2 separate regions of the Ovis aries genome follow, and region 1 is linked to region 2. The links are chromatin contacts, called in public Hi-C maps. All regions are on one chromosome and are shown on one strand. The core of a region is the stretch at or near the end of the contact, and the rest is flanking DNA. Distances in the headings are between cores, read along the strand shown. Region 1 holds the start of CNBP (CCHC-type zinc finger nucleic acid binding protein). Region 2 overlaps ACAD9 (acyl-CoA dehydrogenase family member 9).

Region 1 (3,213 bases), core at 124-2,623, 200 kb after region 2:
TTTTCACTTTCATACCTTGGAGAAGGAAACGGCAAACCACTCCAGCGTTCTTGCCTTGAGAATCCCAGGGACGGGGGAGCTTGGTGGGCTGCCATCTATGGGGTCGCACAGAGTCGGACACGACTGAAGCGACTTAGTAGCAGTAGCACTATATAATTCTGTAGAATTCATATCATAACATAAAAGGGTATTCTGTATTTATTTGTATTTTACTCTACATAACTTATCCGTATTTCATGGTCTTAACCCAACGACGCAAATCTCTGGGGTTCTTTCCTGGTTTTTAACCAAGAAGGGTTCTTATTTCAACTGAATTAAGGAGACGTTTACAGTCTGCTCTTCTCTGTTAATGTCTCATTTTGTTTAAGAAGTTTGGATTACTGCCTCCCAAGCCATCAGAAATATCCCTTTATATACGGATGTGGAATCTTTCAACCAATGGGTGCACCTTAATTCCGTTAACCACCCCCTTATTGCCGGACGTTTAGGATGTTTCCATGCTTGCAATTTTCTTGCCGCAAAGCGCCGCAGCGAGCAACTTAATTTCTTCTTTCGGATGATTTCCTCCGGACAAGGGGTGGAGTTACTGGTTAAAGGCTGGGCGCACCTTTCTGACTCCTGCCTTATTTCCCGCCGGCGCAAGACCCACGGCCCCGGCCCCCTGCGGCCCCCCGACCGCGGCCCCGGCCCTCGCAGAGCCAGCCCCCCGGGGGCGCGGCCGCGCGCTTCCCCGGGTCCCCGCGCCCCCGGGCCCTGCCGGCGCCCGCACTCACCTGCGCTCCCGCCCTCGGGCCGGCGCGCGTCCTCGCCTCGGCCTCGGCGGGTCCTCCCGGCTCCGCGGGGGTGGCCCTGGGCGCCGCCCGTGTGCCCTGCGCGTCCCTGCCCGCCCCCAGCGCCCGGCGGCGCGTGCAGCGGGCGCTCCACCAGCGCCCGCGCGCCTCCAGAGCGGGCCGCCGCCGCCGCCGCGCCGGCCTGCAGCGCGGTCCGTCAGGGCCCCGCCGGTGAGCCGCGCCCGCGGCATTGCGCGCCGGGAGCGCCGGGCGGCGGGCGTCCGGGCAGGCAGCGGCCCGCCGGGCGCCGACGCTGCCGGCGCGGGCGAGCGTGTGACAGGTGTCGGGCGCCGCCAGCGGGCAGCGCAGGCCGGCGCGGGCGCGGCGGGCGGGGGGCGAGGCCGCCGGGGGCGCTGGCCAGATCAGGGGGCCCCGGGGAGCGCGGCTGCGGCCTCGCCGCCACAGCGCCCGCCCAGACTGCCGCCGGGCCGCGCGGGGCGGGGACGACGGCCCTGGCGGGAGCGCGTGCGGCCCGGCGGCCCAGGCCCCGCCGCCCGCAGCCGGCACGGGGTTAGCGCCCGGCGCGGCGGCGCGGCCCGGGTGCGCGTGCGCCGAGTGCGCGTGCGCGGAGTGCGCCTGCGCGGAGTGCGCCTGCGCGGAGTGCGCCTGCGCGGAGTGCGCCTGCGCGCAGCCCGGGCGACGTGGCCGGCCGGAAGCAGCCAGTGCGGAACCGCCGCCGCCGCCCGCCGCGTCCGCCCTGGGCTGCCGCTCGGCTCCCGAAGCGACGTCGCCATGCTGAAGAAATTCGACAAGAAGGACGAGGAGTCGGGTGAGAGGGCCGAGGCCCCGGGGGAGGCCGGGCGCCCGCGCAAGCCCTCCGCGCCCTCCCCGGGAGGCCTCCTGCCGGACCTCCGTCTGGACGCGAGGCCCCGGGAGGCCCCGGGGACTTGCGCGAAGGTGCGGCGCCCACCCGCGGCCGGCGCCGGAGAGCCCGAGCGGGCCCCGCTGCCCCTCGCCCGGCAGCTCGGGCCGCGATTCGCTGGGTGACCTTGGGCGGGTCTGCGCCTCTGGGCCTCTGCGTCCCCGCCTGTCAGGGGAGGGGGCCAGACCCGGTGGTCCTCTGGGGACTCCCTGGGGCTGCGCCCGTGCTGGGGCGGCCTAGTCGGTAGTGCCCGGATCGGTGCTTGAGAACCCTGACTCCGATTCATTTATCCAGCAAACGTTTCGAGGTCCCGGTGCGTGCCAGGTTGCACTGCGCCCTGACTCTGCAGCAGAGCTAGTGAGACGCGCTCGTGAGCAAGCTAAGAATATAAGGATGGTCGCAGCGGAGTGGAGGGAACAGACGTCAGTCAGATACTCAAGTGTGTCATTAATTACAAGTGTGATTTCTGCTGTGTGCAGAAACCCTAGTCACTGGAGATGGTGGTCCCTCACGCAGTAGAGGCGCAGCTAGGTACCAGTGGCATAGATGAATGAAAGGACACTCTGAGAGGCACACGAGCACTGTACCAGGGCTGCTGGGTGACTGCGAGTTAGTGGTTTGGGGGCAGGGGAGCTCCCTGGAGGAGGCTGGCGGGATCTACTGGATCTTTCACTGCTGTTCAGAGCAGCTGGAGCTTGAACCTCCCAGCCATAGGGACGTCTTTCTCCATCGTCTACAACTGGGAGAGTTTTGAAATTCAGGGTCACAACCTCTGCTCAGTCCCGTCTCTTCTCCCATGGAAGGTGGAGGCTCCAACCCGTTCCAGCACCTCGAGAAGAGTGCGGTGCTGCAGGAGGCAAGTGTCCTTTGCTCCCCTGGGTCTTCCGCTGAGAATGCTCACAGTCAATGTGATCGAAACGCCAGCACATTCAGAGTGCTGGTCTGTAGGACATTAGGGGAGAAATCTGGTCGTGGAAAGATGGGGAATTCATCATGCTGATCCTTTTCTTCTTCTTTGTTTCTCCTGCCAGTTAATTAATAAGCTTTGAGGGTTTCTCTGGTGGTCCAGTGGGTAGGGCTCTGCGCTTGCACTTCGGCACTGGCTCCAGCCCTGTTTGCGGAACTAAGATCCTGCATGCAGGCCACGGGGTGTGGGCCCCCGCCCCCAAAAAATAAAGCCTTTACTGAGTGTTCATTAGTCTCTAAGTCAGCACATGTCCAGGTAACATCTAGGGAGGATTTCAGGAGTTGTTAATAGATGAATTTAAAGAAAAAAGGGAAACAAAGCTCCTTTCATGTGAAAATAAGGTAGGACAAGTGTATTTCTTTACCCTGGGCCTGCTCAGATCTCTGAAGTGCTTGAGGACAGTCATGGAAGGGAAGTAAACTCAGCCAGAAGGTAAATATCCTTGATCGCTTCTTCTCAGGCCCGTGTGTTTAACGAAACGCCCATCAACCCTCGGAAATGTGCCCACATCCTCACCAAGATCCTTTACCTCATAAACCAGGTAACAGGGTGAG
Region 2 (2,845 bases), core at 71-2,570:
CGGAGGAGCCTGGGGGGCTGCAGTCCGTGGGGTCGCGAAGAGCTGGACACGACTGAGCGACTTCCCTTTGACTTTTCACTTTCATGCATTGGAGAAGGAAATGGCAACGCCCTCCAGTGTTCTTGCCTGGAGAGTCCCAGGGACGGGGGAGCCTGGTGGGCTGGCGTCTGTGGGGTCGCACCGAGTCGGACACGACTGAAGCGACTTAGCAGCAGCAGCAGAGAACCTGATGAGTTTTCCTCACGTTTCTCTCGGGGCTCTTTGAGCTCCTTGGCTCTCCGTGTTCCTGGTGTCTGTCGACTTCCGCCTGTTTCTTGGCCGTTAGGTTTCCCTAAACTCGCTTAGTCACCAGCCATAGTGCATCCCCCCACTCGCTCCTCCCCTTTGGAGACTGTACGTAGAGAGAGCGATCTGCCTGAGGCTGTCCCACAGCTCACTGATGCTCCGTTATTTTTTTGCCTTTCATTCTGTATAGTTTTTGTTATTATGTTTTCTGTTCACAAATTTTTTTTCCGTAGTGTTTGATCTACTGTTAACCCGACCCAGAGTCTCCGTCTTCAGCGGTCTTTCATCTCTGGGCAGTTGGGCTCGATTTTTTCCTTCTCTATCTCTCTTGACTGTGCTCATATTTGCTTCTACTTTTCTGAGAATCCGGAACTTAGTTACGAGTCTGTGATACTCTTGTCGGCTGTCATCCCTGTTACTTCTGGGTCGCGATCAGTTCGCGGATTTCCCACCCTCGTTTGCTCTCATGTCTCCCGGCTGCTTCATGTGCCTGGTAGTCTTCCTGTCGGCTGTCGGCCCTTGTGGATTTCAGTTTGACCCGTTCAGGACTTGCTTCTAAGTGTTAGAAGCAGCAGAGCAGCCTGGAGGGCAGTGCTTCTCAACATTTTCATTCGGCATCACTGCCCCCTCATTCCCCGTCAGCCTAATCGCACCCCTCTGTGGCACTGCAAGAAACTGCTTCTTCATTGATCTGGTTGTGGCTGCGCTGGGCCTTCGCTGCGGTGACGGGCGTCTGATTGCGGCGGCTTCTCTTGTTGCGGAGCGTGGACTGTAGGCGCGGGCTCAGTTACTCCGAGGCGCGTGGGATCTTCCACACCAGGGACGGGACCTGCGGCCCCTGCATTGGCAGCGGGTTCCTGGCCACTGGGCCGCCCGGGAGCTCCCCCGTTGTGAAGCTGCGGCGCCGCAGCCGTGCTGTGCCTGTGTCCGTCCCTGTCACGGGCGTTGCTGTCCTTTGTGCCTGTGTGTGTTTTGCTTCCCTTCGGCCAGAACCAGCTTTCGCCCCCAGGGGGCGGTGTTGCCCTGCTGGGCGTGCGCGTGCGCAGGCCGGTCTCTCCCGCTGGTGACCCTGCTCTTCTCCGCGTCCTCAGGACGCTGTATTCTAAGGCAGCCTGTCTTTGAGCACTTCCTTAAAGTCGAGCACACCCTGGCACGCAGCCCTGCACTCCCGAGTGCAGCACGCGTCACAGCCCCAAGCCTGAATCCATGTGCCTTCTGAGAGCCCCAGACTGGGAGCCACCCAGATGTCCCTCAGGTGGACAAGCTCCCACCCACACAGCAGGCCGTGGGGCAGTCACGCCAGATCAGAGAGGCCAGACCGACAAAGTGCTGTGTGCTGCCACGCATGTAAAACGCGAAAGCGCAAACAAGTCCACAGACGAAAAGATGGGTGGCTGCCTGGGGATGGAGACAGAGGGAAGGGCTGATCACAGACGGACACCGGGACGTGGGATGGAAAGGTTTTTGTTGCATGTGGGGGCGGTTTCATGGGCAAACAGACCTCAGAACTCAAAAAGTTATTCTCTGTGCAGTTTATTACATGCCAATTACAGACACCAGTAAAGTTGTGAAAGTGAAACAGGGAGGGGTTTGCACTCCATTTGGGGAACCGATATTTCTCATTAGTGAGCCATGGGTATAAAAATGTATACGCGGCTATGCTTGTTTTGATGGTTTATAATAGTGGTGACGTTTACTTTGTTGGCAGCTTATGGGAACACTTGAACTTGACTCACGAAAGTCTGCACTCACAGACCTAAGGCGGAGACGGTTGAGTTTTCCTTTGCTGACCATGTGTTCATAGTCGACAGACTGACTTGTCCTCAGAACCTGTGGACTCTGGGGAAAGAGGGTGGTTTGGAACTCAGGCTGGGTGCAGAGACTGCCTCGAGTCTGGTGTGCCGCCAGACATTTCAGGACAGTAAGGGCACTCACGCGCGTCCTCTTACTTTCTGGAGGCGCAGGTAGTAAATCAAAGATTCAAGTCTAGTAAACGCCTCCAGGAAAGTTAAGGCCTCACGAATGTTCAGTTGTAGCGGTCTTATGCAATGAATACATCCAGATCAAGAATTAGAACGTTACCTGTCCTGGTAATTTGTTCTTAATGTTGGAAGGCATTTTTAAGGTTAACTTAATGTATCATGGTGTCCGGTCCCATCACTTCATGGCAAATAGATGGGGAAACAATGGAAACAGTGACAGACTTCATTTTCTTAGGCTCTAAAATCACTGCAGATGGTGACCGCAGCCATGAAATTAAAACATGCTTGCTCCTCGGAAGAAAAGCTATGACCACCCTAGGTAGCATATTAAAAAACAGAGACATTACCTTGCCAACAAAGGTCCATCTAGTCAAGGCCATGGTTTTTCCCGTGGTCATGTATGGATGTGAAAGTTGGACTATAAAGAAAGCTGAGCGCTGAAGAATTGATGCTTTGGAACTGTGGTGTTGGAGAAGACTCTTGAGAGTCCCTTGGACTGCAAGGAGATCCAACCAGTCCATCCTAAAGATTAGTCCTGAATATTCTTTGGAAGGACTGATGTTGAAGCTAAAACTCCA

The links. A called contact is a pair of places that touch in the nucleus more often than the background predicts.
Region 1: a contact with region 2 is called in a Hi-C map of tail adipose tissue, with 5 times the contacts expected there. The contact joins the promoter of CNBP here to the enhancer-like site in region 2. A contact is called at or near these places in 5 of 16 Hi-C or Micro-C datasets (blood, hypothalamus, muscle and 1 more).

What each region holds. Positions count from the first base shown.
Region 1 is chr19:59,017,471-59,020,683 of ARS-UI_Ramb_v3.0, forward strand. CNBP (CCHC-type zinc finger nucleic acid binding protein) reads right to left here and starts at 1,374. Exons shown (of 7, transcript XM_060402697.1): 1 at 774-1,374; 2 at 16-158. It overlaps COPG1 (COPI coat complex subunit gamma 1), which reads left to right and starts at 1,465. Exons shown (of 24, transcript XM_027957854.2): 1 at 1,465-1,599; 2 at 2,496-2,548; 3 at 3,120-3,200. The coding sequence starts at 1,563.
Region 2 is chr19:58,813,306-58,816,150 of ARS-UI_Ramb_v3.0, forward strand. All of the region lies in intron 1 of ACAD9 (acyl-CoA dehydrogenase family member 9), which reads left to right. It also overlaps the pseudogene LOC114109416. Among named protein-coding and RNA genes, the nearest start is that of ACAD9, 18 kb to the left of the region's middle. Within about 2 kb of position 1,321, at least 14 of the 54 cell types and tissues checked have an H3K27ac peak or open chromatin away from gene starts, as enhancers often do.